2 separate regions of the Rattus norvegicus genome follow, and region 2 is linked to region 1. The links are chromatin contacts, called in public Hi-C maps. All regions are on one chromosome and are shown on one strand. Each heading gives the region's core, a stretch centred on a gene start, on an enhancer-like site or on the middle of the called end of the contact. The rest is flanking DNA. Distances are from core to core; before and after follow the strand shown.

What was found. Hi-C and Micro-C count contacts between places; a contact is called where the count stands out from the background.
Region 2: a Hi-C map of liver shows a contact between it and region 1, with 4 times the contacts expected there. The contact joins two enhancer-like sites. A contact is called at or near these places in 3 of 12 Hi-C or Micro-C datasets (kidney and liver).

Annotation. Positions count from the first base shown.
Region 1 is chr2:45,262,775-45,265,737 of GRCr8, forward strand. LOC134485837 (a long non-coding RNA gene) reads left to right here. Exons shown (of 2, transcript XR_010064080.1): 2 at 1-2,963. Among named protein-coding and RNA genes, the nearest start is that of Map3k1, 120 kb to the left of the region's middle. Within about 2 kb of position 1,552, at least 19 of the 93 cell types and tissues checked have an H3K27ac peak or open chromatin away from gene starts, as enhancers often do. A contact at or near this core is called in kidney and liver, where this site is marked.
Region 2 is chr2:45,514,289-45,517,251 of GRCr8, forward strand. No RefSeq gene overlaps it. Among named protein-coding and RNA genes, the nearest start is that of Ankrd55, 130 kb to the right of the region's middle. Within about 2 kb of position 1,388, at least 7 of the 93 cell types and tissues checked have an H3K27ac peak or open chromatin away from gene starts, as enhancers often do. A contact at or near this core is called in kidney and liver, where this site is marked.

The DNA of each region.
Region 1 (2,963 bases), core at 302-2,801:
GTCAATTGAAGTTACATCAGAAATGTCAGCAAGCAGAGAGCAGAGGCACACACCACATGATGACCTGATTCCATAGGCAGACCAGCGCTGGGAAGCCAAGGAGGGGGAGGCTAGAGGTCGAGTTCTAGCTGCAGAGAACTTCTTTTTGCCCTTGAGGGCTGGGCATAGAGTGATTAGTCATCGTAGGACAGCAGCTATATCGCCTGTCCCATTGACTCATTTACTAGGAAAAAGGCCAAGTGTCAGGAAAGAGAGATGGGGTGGAGAGAAGGGGGAACTCATTATAGCGTTTTGTCAGGAACACCCAAATGCTCACGGATTCTACAACCTACACTTCATTCTTCTAACGCCATTCCACCGTTCAATCCATCCGACGAACAGTAGTCCATGAGTTCTGACAAAGATTGGGTGACATAAACACAACCAGGGACAATGTATACTCTCAACTCACAAAGTTCTTTTGTTCCTCTTCCCAAGTAACTCCTGGTCCTACCACACTCCCTGAGGCAATCCACAGCTATTCGTGTGAGAGCATGTATGTGCGTCTGTGTGTATGTTTGTGTCTTACCATTCGTTAGTCTGGGAATTTCATATTACAACCATAAAACATGTGCTCTCTTATATATAAAGATTCCTTCGCTTGACTTAATATTTTCGAGATGTCTGATTTTGAACAGTTGAAATAATGTACACCAGTCTTTGGAGATTCTTGGGTTAGCATCAGAAATGCTGGGCGGTGGTTGAACATGCCTTTAATCCCAGCACTCAGGAGGCAGAGGCAGGTGGATCTCTGAGTTCAAGGTCAGCCTGGTCTACAGAGTGAGTTCCAGGACAGCCAGGGCAGCACAGAAAAACCCTGACTCTATAATCAAGAATTCCAAAGTAAGTAAGTAAGTAAGTAAGTAAGTAAATATAAAATAATTTTTTTTAACTGAGGTAGAGAGGGTAATGCGGAGGAGAGGAAATGGACCCTAAGGTTAGAAACTCTGACCACTTGGTTTTCTGATGCAAGGTTGAGGACTGGTTCTTGTCAAGGTCATGCAGGTTGAGTTGAAACTGGAACCCAGGTCTCCTGATCCACTCTTGGAACAGGGAGCCAGCAGCTGAGTGAGGTGGTTGCTTTGAGCCAATGCCATGTGATACTAGAGAGTTTCGACAGAGCTTTGCTTAGAGGATGTGAAACTACACTAACCTCATGTGACAAGAGATCCTTGGAGGCCTTGGTGTGGGGCCAGGAGAGGAAGTCTGCATGGCTTCTGGTTACCGGCTCTACCTCTGAACCCACTGGCCTGGGGTGACTTATGGCGAACCTTCTCATTTGCAATAAAACGAGACATGGGGCAGGAAACGCTTTTCTACACCACCGTGCTTAAAGGCAGGGCGCCCCTAAAAAAGGCTGGGTGGGCGGGGCCTCTAAAAGGCACCTTCAGCCACACGCCCCTCCCAGAGCAGAGGATCTGGTGCTGAAAACACACCTCTTGGGAGGGAGAGATGCTGTGGTTACAGACACAGCCTTTGTGTCTTGTATGCACGTTCCAATTCAGCCCCAGATGACAATGACCTGGTAGTTCCTGCCTGCCAGCTGTTGGCTGGCCTCTGTGAAAGTCCCCAATGTTTGGGCCAATGCCTCGTGGGCAGGTATCCATATCACGAGGCCAACTGGCACCGTTGGCACCTTTGTTGGTCAAATGAGCACAGTGACTTGGAACAGAGGTGGCCGATCCACCCTCCCTACCAGCTGGCCGGTGGGAGCCTGTGGGCAGGTGCCCTGGGGAGAGAGAGGGTTCCGGTTGCCATGGTAACTGTTCAGAAAAGGAGGTTTCCTCCTCAAGGTCAGTTTGATCTCTTTTCTGCCAGGGGAAGAAATGGATCTGTGGCAGCCATGTCATGTATATCAATTCGTGTCTCATCTGTTTGGAATCTTCACTTCTAATTGGACCTATTATTAGTTAGTGTCTGGGAGAATCTGAGGGCTGGTGGATCTGTTGAGGGATGTCATTATAGTGAAGACTAGGTCACCAGAGAAGTCCCAGAAGAATTATTCCAGTGTATACCAAGCAGAGCTGGACAAAGAATTCCAAAGGCTTTTTTTTTTCTCCCAAGGCAGACTGGCAGGTTGGACGAGTTCTCTGGACTATTCCGGGATATGGAGATTAGCCCTGACTGAGGCCTTCACCCTAGATGTCCTTTGGCCAAACTGTCCTTGGCACAGGGGTGAAGGGACCCTTGTCAGCTTGCTGGGCCTGACTAGTTTCCCACAGTGAATTTACTGTAAAGGACCATGCATTCTCACCGATGCTGTCTGTTCTGCGAAGGTTCCACGTGTGCCTTTACCGATGTTTCTGGCTTTGACCAGAAAGTTCAACTCGTTCATCTACTCACTTCTGCACCTCGCTTCTGATGAAAGCTGTTCTCGCCCGGGTCACTGGGTTGAGCGTCAGTGATTTTCCCACCCAGCTTTTCCTCTGTGTGTTGGTAAAAAGATCCTCTGTTTCCGGCCTTGAGATGCTTGGGAGAAATACTAGCATCATTAGTGCAGGAACTCCTGGGGAGTGGAGGTTAGGGAACTGTGCTCTGTTCTGCCTACTGATATCTAGTCAAAATTATTTAGATCGGCTGGTAGATACCTAAGAATAGGAAATGTGAGTTTCTCTGGGTAAGCCTAAACACCTTGCCTGCAAGTGTGGCCATAGACACGGCTGTCAACTGTCTGACGTAGCCAGTGAGACTAGAGTAGATCGCCCCACTCCTTTTTGCCAGCTGGTTTTGGAGACCGGAATTTTTATGTATACATAAAAAGAGAAGTTCTTGTTATATTTAATGATTAACGGACTGAACATGCAAAGTGTTGTCCTGTGTCCTAGTGCTAAGTAAATATTTAGAATTTGTCTGGTGAGCTAGGACATGGGCACTACAGAGATAGACAAGGCATCATTTGCAACCCCAAAGGCCCTCACAGTCTG
Region 2 (2,963 bases), core at 138-2,637, 250 kb after region 1:
CTCTGGGTTCTTGTCTCTCAGATTCAAAGGACAAATCTGTGGACAACCAGCGGATGAGTTTGGGAAGGAAGTTCACGGTTCTTAGAACTTACAAGAAAAAAAGCAGAGCTCCTACAGCAGGAACAAGGCCTGGGAAATGGGGCGGCATTGAAAAGAAAACTGGGGCTTTTTATAGACATTTAGTGGAAACTCGATGAAACAGAGAAGCCGATGATCTGGTCAGCTCAGCTCCTCCTCTCAACTTTGGCCTCTTTCTCAAATACTGCTTCCAGGAGAGAGAGAGAGATAAGGTGAAACCTGGTATCCTGGCTTCCAGCCACGGCACAACCAAAGACATTTTGGTTGAAATATTTCTGGCATCCCTGGCCTTTGTCAAGGACAGAACTTCCAATGAGCCTCGGGGCATTTCTGGCTTTGGGCCTTGTAAAGACTGTTTACTTTCAGGGCTCCTTACCCTGAAACTGCCCAGCCAGTTTCTGTCACCTGTTTCCATCAATAATTACTTGTTTGGATCTTCCTGTACAGTTTAGAATGATCGGTACCTGATAGATACCGTAGGAATCACGTCCCTGATTTAAAGCAGCCATAAAAAAAGACACTTGCCACCATTATTCAAAGTTTTAGAAATCTCCATTTGAAAGTGGTAGAAACTCAGTAACATCTTCTTGACTCGGGAATAACATGGATCCTCAGATCACAGCCGAGCTCTCAGCTTCAGAGAACAAAAGACGGTGCTGAAGGATCTACAGCTAGAGGAAGCTTTGCAACTCCCAGTTGTAGTCTTAGTTTCTCTCTGAAGCTAATGATAAACAATATGTTCGTGGCTGCTCCCCAGTCTACAGTCTTGAGGTATTATGTGTTTTGGTGTCACTTGGAAAGATTTTTTTAAAAGGCAGACATGAACGGGGTCTGTGTCTGGGGCCCGCAATCAATACTCCCCCATGTACTTTCATGCAGCAGGCTCCTTCCTGCAGATAGTTCATTGAGCTGTGTCTCAGAGGAGGTGCCTGGGCATCCTATGGGCCTTGTAAATCAAGGGAACATGCCTTAGAAAACTGCACAATCTGTCTGGAAACAATTCCTGCAAGGCCTGGCCTGGGGAGTGATCCATTAGTGAAGGCCAAATGGCATTCTGCTCATGTCATGTCTGCTAGCTACCCTTGACCAGGGTCAAGTCTTAACTACATCTAAGTGTGGTTGGTTTGTCTCTCCCCCGTCCCCACCTTCCACTCCCCCAGCACCCCCGACCCTCCTGCTCTCTCTCTTCCCTACCCAACCAAAATTCTTGAAAGACAAAAAAAATTACACCCTGAAACCTAGAGTCACTCACTGTTCAGTCAGTACTGTTTAGTCATTTGCTAAGGTTGAACGTGATCGACTGTGGGTGCCCACAAAGGTCCCCACCTCCACCACCATCAGCTTTCTAGTGGAAAATTCCTGGGCACAGAAGGGTCACTTCCAGACAAGAAATCACCCAGATAGGCTCTCCTGGGCACAAAGACCTTGGTGTTCAGCCAACCACTGTTCTTAGAAGTGGGGGCTTTTTGTTAGTGTCCGTTACATTCGTATCTCTAACAGCTTTCTACTACAATGTTCAATTTCTTTTTTCTCCAAGGCCAGTCCTCCACCCTCCCATCTTTGGAGGAATGTGTTAATAATTTGCCCCGGGGAGATGAAAGTCTCTTTGATACAAGTAGAATAAACACAGGGCCCATTGCTCAAAGGTCTTGTTTCTACAGTAGGAGGCCAGTTTCGGACTGAAACAAAACTGAGTAAAATAGCCTCGTTTCTGAATTCCTCTTCACAGGCATCCTTCATTGGCTCCTGTGGCTCCTCCCTTCCTTGTGCAGCTGGGCAGTGCCCATCGTGACTGCAGGAAGCTGCAGCCCATAAGGGCCATGGCCAATAGTTGTGGTAAATACCTTAGTCCTATATCAGACCTGAAAGGCCCCTGCTGTCAGTGGGATTGCATTGTGTGGGATGGGGATCATCTAGATACCACATTAAAACAGGCTTTGTGAGACAATAGCACATCAGGGTGGAAGGGAAACATTTAGTTCAACTCTTCATTTCATGGGTAAGGGTGCAGTGCAGGTCTGTATAACTTTCTGGCCATACATCTTCCAAATCCTGGCATAGTCTCTCCTTAAGCTACTATATTCCTTTCATCCCAAAGAGTGGAGAAATCACAGATGCTCTTATGAGATTGAGACTGCCTTAGTCTTCTTTTCTCTTCCCATCACTACTGTGAGGTACGCTTCTTCCCACCAAATGCTAAGTAGCATTCCTGGGCTCCTGGAGCCCTTTAGGGATATGAGTGTGGCTTGGACCTCTTGCTCTACCCTGCAGGATGGTAATATAGAAGGCCGCCATTCTGTACACGAAGACCCTGGCCTGAAGGCATCTAGCAGACATCCGATGGATGTGCTGCCTCTCTCAGTCCCCTTGCAATTCAAAGTTCACCTGCACACCCCAAAGGCAGGCCGGAGACACACAGAAGCGCAGATGACAGCTCTATGTCTTGCTCCCTTTGCATATGAGCCTCTTCCAAGTTCCGTCTTGACACTCACTTGCTGGTGACGTTGATTGATCTAAAAGACATCCTCTTGGATAGCCCATGGACTAACAGCAAAGTTCAGGGTCCAGGATGTGGCCTCTGCCTCACTTAGCCTTGCGACAAGACTACAGCTCATTCTCCTCTACCTTTCTATACAGGAATAAAGTGAACTCAGGGCACTCAAATATCCAGTTTCAGCCTGGTGAGCCAGAGGTCGTTGTATCGTTTATTTTCCAAAACTTGAAATATGACAGTAATGTTCTTTTCCTCCAAATTGTATGGCTTTGATGTTCATTATCTTAGAATTCATAACACATTTCCCCCCTCTATCATCAAAGCCCTAAAACTTGCTTTGGTCTAGACACCTCCAGAGACTGAATTCATTCCTCCAGTTCATCTGTCAGGT